Regions from separate parts of the Mus musculus genome. Here region 1 is linked to region 2. A link is a contact called in public promoter capture Hi-C data. All regions are on one chromosome and are shown on one strand. The core of a region is the stretch at or near the end of the contact, and the rest is flanking DNA. Distances in the headings are between cores, read along the strand shown.

What was found. Promoter capture Hi-C pulls out the DNA fragments that hold promoters and counts their contacts.
Region 1: a contact with region 2 is called in a promoter capture Hi-C map of liver, with 3 times the contacts expected there. The contact joins two enhancer-like sites. A contact is called at or near these places in 3 of 39 promoter capture datasets (liver, pre-B cells and stem cell-derived epiblast-like cells) and 1 of 115 datasets of contacts at active chromatin or transcription factors (embryonic stem cells).

The regions. Positions count from the first base shown.
Region 1 is chr15:82,182,607-82,186,407 of GRCm38.p6, forward strand. Srebf2 (sterol regulatory element binding factor 2) reads left to right here. Exons shown (of 19, transcript NM_033218.1): 11 at 2,658-2,827. Among named protein-coding and RNA genes, the nearest start is that of Mir33, 14 kb to the right of the region's middle. Within about 2 kb of position 2,150, at least 30 of the 459 cell types and tissues checked have an H3K27ac peak or open chromatin away from gene starts, as enhancers often do. A contact at or near this core is called in liver, where this site is marked.
Region 2 is chr15:81,844,103-81,848,351 of GRCm38.p6, forward strand. Tob2 (transducer of ERBB2, 2) reads right to left here. Exons shown (of 2, transcript NM_020507.3): 2 at 4,168-4,249. Among named protein-coding and RNA genes, the nearest start is that of Tob2, 12 kb to the right of the region's middle. Within about 2 kb of position 1,374, at least 118 of the 459 cell types and tissues checked have an H3K27ac peak or open chromatin away from gene starts, as enhancers often do. A contact at or near this core is called in liver, where this site is marked.

The DNA of each region.
Region 1 (3,801 bases), core at 900-3,399, 340 kb after region 2:
GTGTTCTTAACCACTGGGCTATCTCTCCAGCCTTGAGCTTAACTATTTCGAAGATGGACTTGGGTGTAGATGCACATGCCTTTAATCCCAGCTCTCAGAGACAGGTGGGTAGATTTCTGAGTTCGAGGCCAGTCTGGTCTACAGAGTGAGTTCCAGGACAGCCAGGATTACACAGAGAAACCCTGTCACAAAGAACAAAACAAAACAGAACAAGCCCCCCCCCTTTTTTTTTGTTTTGTTTTGTTTTGTTTTGTTTTGTTTTGTTTGAGACAGGGTTTCTCTGTATAGCCATGGCTGTCCTAGAACTCACTTTGTAGACCAGGCTGTCCTCGAACTCAGAAATCCGCCTGTCTCTGCTTCCAAAGTACTGGGATTAAAGAATGTGCCACCACCGCACGGCAAAAACCCCTTTTCTAAGATGAACATTATTCACAGTACTGTCTCTCCACACTTAAGCATGGCCGGATACACATACTACAATCCCAGCACCAGGAAGGCTCAGGAGTGCAGGATCGTCCTGGGCCAACCTGGGCTACATGAGACCTTGTCTCAAAAAAAAAAAGGAAGAAGAAGAGATAGGACTAGCAAGGTGGCTCAGTCAGTAAGGCCCTTGCCACCGAGCATAATGACCTGAATCAACCCCAGTGACTCAGTGGCAGGAGCCAACTAAGTCCCCCACGACGTGCTTGGACTTACACACGTCCATGGTACACGCAGACACATAAAATAATAAGTGTTTAAAATTAAAAGTGCGGATTATGATGGCTCTTGGTTTCCTGCTCAGGAGTTTGGTTTGTTGACAGAACTGAGAGAAACGGGAGGAAAGGCCATTTGCCAAGCCAGGCTGTGCTGCCCTGTGCTGGACAGTTGCCGTGAGACATGGAGGAGAAATACCTGGTAGACGTTGGACCTGTGGAGTCTGCGGCCCAACTGATGGGCCCTGGGCCTTCAAGGGAGCCCATGAAAGGGACCTCTCATGCAGAGGACGGGTGGGGCAGTGTAGTCAAGACGGGAACTGTGTAACTAGACATCGTGGCACATCCTTTAATCCCAGCACTGGGGAGGCAGAGGCGGGTACGACTCCGAGTTTGAGACCAGCCTGGTCTACAGAGTGTTTCAGGTCAACCAACGGCACATGATGTCTCAGAAAAACAAACAGACCCTGCCCGAGAGGGATGTCAGTCAAAGGTCAGAGGAGAGTTTGTCAAAGGTCAGAGGTGTTTGGCCCTTGGGTAAGAGGGACAGGGTAAGGACAAACGATTGAAGAGACGATTGCTGCTGCTGTACCCATGAGCAGTAGGTGAAGTCCAGAGCTACCTGCTGCTTTGAGCTTTAGCCAGAGGGGAGCAGCCTGAGGTGAGCTTGCGGCTTTGCCAGGAAATCCCCACCTTCAGCTTTGTCCTGCTCCTCAGCTCTGTCCTGCAGCACTGCTTTTGTTCTTGGGTTTTGCCCCCTCATGGCGCCCTGAGAACAGACTCCATGCCCGATCTCCGACCACGAGACTAAGCTGCTCAGTTTTAGAGTTCCAACTAGAACGGTTTCCATCAGCCCGTGTCTACACTCGCTGACCATTCCCTCCCCCCAGGACCTAGGGGCCTCTGAAGGGACAGGGCTGACCCCAGCGTGGCTCTCGTACTGTGCTCTGTCCTCTCTGAAGGAGAAAGCTTAGAGTTTTGTGGGGAAAGCAGATAGCCCACACTAATACAGAGTGACCTCAGGCACTAGGAGCGCCTCCTGCTTATCATAAGGACGCAGCTGGTTACGAGGCCCCCTCAGCTGGTGAGGACAAGAGGCCATGGAGGCCCTGAGGTCAGAAGGCTGCAACTCTGTGAAAGCTCAGGACAGCTACAATGGGGCCTTGGGCCTGTGCCAGGGGCACCTTGTCTGTCCCCTGACCTCACGGTATAAACTATCTCCCTGCTGATCCAACCAGTGTGTGACTAGCATTGTCTCGCTCTGTTTCCCTTCTGTGAAGTATGTAGGAGGAGGGTAAGGAAACCAAGAGCCACTTGGGTTTTGTGTTGTTTTCATTGTCTCCCTTCAAATATTTGGAAATTTAGCCCTTTACCAACAGAATGTGGCCGTGCTAGTGACAGGGCTTTGGGAAGGATTGCACCACACACCTGACTTCTGTCCAGTGACCAGCACTCCTAGCAGCTAATCCTAACAGTAACCACAAGCCAAGTTCCAGTCGGTAGGAGAGGCAGGGAGCCACATAGCTAGTAACTTGCTGAGCCTGCATCCCGTCCGCACCTTTGCACCTTTCTGAGCACAAAGGCCACTTCTCGTCTCCTCTGGCACCTCTTTGACACAAATAAGAGGAGATGTTTGCTTTGGTTCTCGGTTTGCAGAGTATAGTCCTTCGTGGCCAAAGGCAGCTTTCAGCCACAGAGAGAATGCGGAGTCAGCCTGGATCTGGAGGTGTGCGGTAGTCCTCAAAGGCCCGCCCCAATAGCTCCCATCTGTCACCTAGGCCCACCTTATAAAGGCAACACAGTCTGCCCAGGTGGGGAGTGCCACCAAGTGCAGACCCCGTGCTAAAACCCCTGAGTCTGTAGGTGACGGTTTACAATCGCTGTTAATGATTGTACTGGAGAGGCAATGAGACTGTCGTCTTGGAGACTGTTGACATGAGTGTCTGTTTCTGCCCGCCCTAGGGAAGCTTCCGGCGGGATCTGCCTGTTCAGATGTGCACATGGCTCTGTGTGCTGTGAACCTGGCCGAGTGTGCGGAGGAGAAAATCCTACCAAGCACACTGATTGAGATCCACCTGACAGCGGCCATGGGGCTCAAGACCCGCTGTGGAGGCAAGCTGGGCTTCTTGGCTGTGAGTACTGTTCAGTTCCTGTATTATTGGCTTACTTTCCCCCGTCCCTGTGGTAAAGTAGCTTTTGGAAAGGGTATGGTCCATCAAGGCAGAGAGGGTGTGGCAGCAGCGACAGGCCATGCCTAATTACACTGCAGTAGCAGTTAGGAATCAGATAAACCAGGAACAGGGGCCAGCCTACACCCCTCATAGTGACCTCTGTATCCCTATATAATTCCCAATTATACCATGGCCAAAAAGTTCCACAGCTCCCCAAATTGGGGACCACCAGCTGGGGACCAAGTATTCAGACACACGAGCCTATGGGTGACATTTTGCAGTCAGGCCATAATGTTTCCCTGAGTGCTTTCCCATCCTGGGCCTAAAAGCAGAATGCACCCTGCCACTTGAAGGATTTGGGGGGGGGGGTCACTTGTTCTTCCACAAAGGCAAAGAGTGATGAAGAAAATGCAGCAAGATGTCCCCCTTGCTGGGCTTTTCAGGCAGAGAGCCTTACGGGGACATTCTGGTGCACTGAAGTAAAAGCCTCAGTTCATAGAAATACACAGCATGTCTGTCTGTCTATCTGTCTCTCCACCCCCCCACCCCCGTGGGATTCATGTGTAACTCATTTTCAGAGTCTTATTACATCTCCTGTCTGTTTATCTACAGACTGTTTTGAGGGAATACCTTGTATTGATTGATCTCGGGACTATAGATCCACAAATAACAAAGAGCAGCGCTCTGCAGAGCTCGCAGGGCAGCTGCGAGGTGGGAAGTTAGGGAGTGCTTCCCTCGTCGCCTGGCACAGGACGGGGCCTGCGCTGGTTGTTCACAGCTGGCTAATTCCCAACCCTCACTATCGCTGGTTCACAACATCTGCTGACCTCGGGCTTTCTCTTACTCCAGCAGAGAGAGCCACATTTCCCTCAGTGCCCCACTTTGCATAGATAACTGAACACACTGGAATATTTTATCTCTGCCTGTCACCACTT
Region 2 (4,249 bases), core at 124-2,623:
CAGTTGTGACCTGAGCTAACATAGATACTGGCAACTGAGCCATCTTAACTGCTGAGCCATCATCTTCAGCCGCTGTAATTATCTTTTTTTTTTTTAATGTGTATGAATGTTTTGCCTGCATTTAAACATGTATACCATGTGCTTGACTGGTGTCCAGTCTCCTGGAACTGTGCCACTAGGAATTGAACCTAGTTCCTCCGGGACAGCACCTAGTGCTCTTAACCATTGGGCCATCCAGCCTCTTCTGTAATTATCTCTAGCGGCCAGTCTTACCATGTAACTTGAAAAGAAAACAGTTTTTACACAGCTTTGGTAGCACAAGTTACTGCCTGGTGAACATTCTGGTTTTCCAGAGCCTGCCCAACACCTTCCGGTTCCCTGTCTCATGTAAACTAGGTTGGCTTCAAACTCCCTGTATAGTCAAGGATGGCCTTGAACTCCACCTCCCAAGCACTGGGATTAGAGGCCTGCGCCAGCTCCCCAGTTTATATAATGCTAGAGACCAAACCCAGGCCTTCACGGATGCTAGGCAAGGACTTTACCAGGTGACCTTCATCTCCAGCCCCATGGGTTTTGTTTGTTTGTTTGTAGTCCAGAGAACCTCACATCAAGAGACAAGAATCGTGTCTTCTGGCTGGGCATGGTGGCGCACGCCTTTAATCCCAGCACTAGGGAGGCAGAGGCAGTCGGATTTCTGAGTTTGAGGCCAGCCTGGTCTACAAAGTGAGTTCCAGGACAGCCAGAGCTACACAGAGAAACAAAACAAAAATCATGTCTTCTATGCGTCTGGTATTTTTCTCATGTCTAAAAAAGTGTCAGAACTAACGAGGGCAGCTTGTTTTTTTTTTTTTTTTTTTTTTTTTGAGACCAAGTTTCCCTGTGTAGCCCTGGCTGTCCTGGAACTCACTCTGTAGACCAGGCTGGCCTTGAACTCACAGAGATTCACCCCCTCCTACCCATACCCCCCACTCCTGGTTAATGGGATCAAAGGCATGCACTATTGCCACCAGGTTTTATTTTTGTTTTTGACGGTGGTATCGCATGCTTCATTAGGCAAGCGCTGTACCACTGAAGCATTCCTGACTCCAAGCTGAGTGCTCCAGTGTGAAGTAGAGTGGATTAGGTCAGGGTAGAGCTAGAAGAGCCCAGAGGTCCAGGCTGTAGCCAGGCTCCTTCTCCTGGTCAGCCTTCCCTAGTTCTGTTGCAGCCCAGGAGTAGTTAGGATAGGTCATTGTGTGTAGATGGTGTCTCAGCTGTTCTGGGGTCCTGCCTAGGAACTAGCCCATCATTTCACCCTTTCTAGGCAGGGATGATGTCACAGCACAGGGGACTCACTAGAGCAGGGAGAAGCATTGGCCAGAAACGGCTCAGATGGCCTAGCTGGAGAGGGACCTGACCCTACCATTGCTTATTGTACAAATGAGATGGACATCAAGAGAGTTTCAAGGTCACACAGTAAATTGGCAGCTTTGAGGACCTAGAACCTACTTTTTTCTTTTTTTTCTTTCTTTCGTTTTCTTTTTTTTTTTCCCCTGGCAGTGAAACTCCCTAAATTCAAAGTCATGTTGCCCAGGGGGCTTAGAGACTTTTCTGGCTGCACCCAGGCAAGACCTGGCCAGACTGATCAGGCCCAGGGCAGGGAGGAGGGGTGTGTGTGTTGGCTCACAGGGAAAAGGCCACAGAGTGTCATCCCTGTGGCCTAAGGACACTGACTCAGGCAGACAATGACAAGGGAACAGGGTTCAGTGACTCACCCCTATTTCTCTATCTGCCTCTCCAGGGAGGAACTCCCGGGAGGCTGCAGGGACACATGTCAAAGGCTCCTCCTATCCCGAGGCAAGGGGCTGGGCCCCAGGAGAAGGGCAGAGCTCCACATCCTCTTGCTGAGACAAGCAGCCTCGGCTAACTAGGCAAAGGGCAGGGCAGGTGCAGCTCAAGGCTTCCTTTTCCACCCCAGCTTGGGTTTCGGCCTGTTTGCTGATGCAGGGGAGGTAGAACTGGGCTGGGCTAGCCAGAGCATCTAGGATGGACAATAAAGCGGTGATGAAAATGATACTTGCCTGGTTTAATCCAGACCGGCCAGTGTGATCAGCCTCGTCCACCCATTATTGCCTTTTCATAAGGAGATGCAATTCACCCCGCCTTAGAGAGGAGAGGATGAGGCGTGGAAACAGGGGGGAGCCGTGTGCTCAAGGCCTCAAAGCTGTAGCATGTCAGGATGGGACTGGAACCCGTGTTGAAGGGGGTCTACTCTTCCTGACAGGCTCCCCTGGAGAGAGGGAGAGAGAACCTTGTGTTTCTCTTCAGTAGCAAACATGTAGTCTTTTGGTACTTCCAGGAAACCTGGGGGCTGTCTTGAAATTGATCTGCTACCTGTAGTCCCAGGACAGAATCTCATGCACAAGTGGGGAAAGCCTTTGGGGAGGAAGAACTCTTTCTCAGCCAACCAAAACATACATTTATTTATTTATTCATTTATTTATTCATTTATTTATTTTTAAGACAGAATTTCGAGTCCTCCTCCTCCTCCTCCTCCTCCTCCTCTTCCTCCTCAATATGCTTAGTGGCAAGTGACCTTAACCATTGAGTCACTTCTCTGGCTTCCACCACGTATTCTTTCTAGCTCAAGCAGCCCCTTGAGCCTCTAGGTCTCCTCCCTAGGACTCTTCAGAGCCACTGAGCTGTTTGGGACTAAGTGGAGGTCTGAATGCAATGAGGGTGCTGTGGGGGAACCGGCTGGGGCAGACTGTTCCAATCTGTAGTGTCCCACCCTTGAACTGGAAGGGCTCGCTGTTCCAGAAGCCTCAGACCCTGGGCTGCGCATCGCCCAGACCCTTCGTGTCCAAGTACGGGACATGGAGTGGAGCAGGGTGATCCTGCTGAGTCAGGACCCGTGTTTCCATAAACAGCCCTGCTGACAGGCAACCTGGACCTGAGGCGTGGGGCAGGCTGGCCTTCTGTCAGGACCTCTGCAATTGGCCCTGTGTAGACCAAGCTCTCCCTTTGTTCCACAGGCTCTGTGGAAGGAAAACGGGTTGACCTCAGTGTGGCTAGGACCTTGTCTTAGTGGATGTTCGGTTGGACATTTTTTTTTTTTTCCCTGAGTCAGGATTTCTGTGTGTAGCCCCAGCTGTCTGGAACTTGCTCTGTTGACTAGTGTGGCCTCAAACTCAGAGATCTGTATGCCTTTGACTCCCAAGTGCTGGGCTAAAGGTGTGCACCACCACCGCCTGGTTGGTTTGAGGTTTCTAGCTATAGCTCAGGTTTGGGTGGTGAGGGCTTGCCCACCTTGCCCCAGATTTTCTTCCCTGGTACTCAGTTCGATCAATTATCTTGAGATGCCACACCTGTGAAGGCAGGCGATTCATAAGGGCCTGCCACTACCCTCTATTGATGGACCAAATAAGAAAGTCAGATAGGACTCACCACCTCAGCTGGCTACTTATTAATTTTGTAAATTTAGAGAAGGAACCTAACTTGGAAGCCACTTCTAAGCTTTAAAATGGATATAATGTCTTTCTCATGGGCTGCCCTGAGGATGAAATAAATCAGTGATAACCCTTTTCAAACACCCTGCCCAATCCAGTTCCGGGGCTTAGACAGCAGCAATGTGTACCAGGTAAGGGAAGAAAAAAACGTGTCCTCGGGGCCCTGGGACAAAGAGATGGCAGAGACCTCAAGGAAATCAAGTAATGGGAGGTGGCTGCTTTTGAGCCCCTGGCTTACTTCTGAAAGCCATCTCACCTCTGGGTGGCACTGGCTGAGAACCCAAGCATTAGACTGATGAATAGAGTCTGGTCTTAATGGGCCCGAACTAAAGACAAAGCACACAGAGGAGAGATCCGAGCAGGGAAGAGTCACCCTTACATCCTCCCTTCAAGATACAGGTGGCTCCTTAGAAACCCTCCCAGCCCTGGCAGCACAGCTCAAGCTGGGGGACCAGGGGTGGAAGGGGTGGGGTGGTGGCAGCAACGGCAGCTCCTGCTCCTAACTCAAGACAACAGCTTGTAGTGTGGGAAAGGACTATGGTAGGGGGCACGCCAAAGGGATATGAGGCCAACTGTGTCTACCCAGGTGAGTCACCGTGAGGGTGACAGACAGTCTCCTGAGGCCCACAGAAGGGGCCATCTCAAAGGGACCCCAGAAACACAAACAAGTAGGCAGAAGGCTATTATATATCATGCTTTTAATACAAACTTAAAAAAATCTGGAACAATATAAACTGTACAGATTTGATCAATCTTTGTTT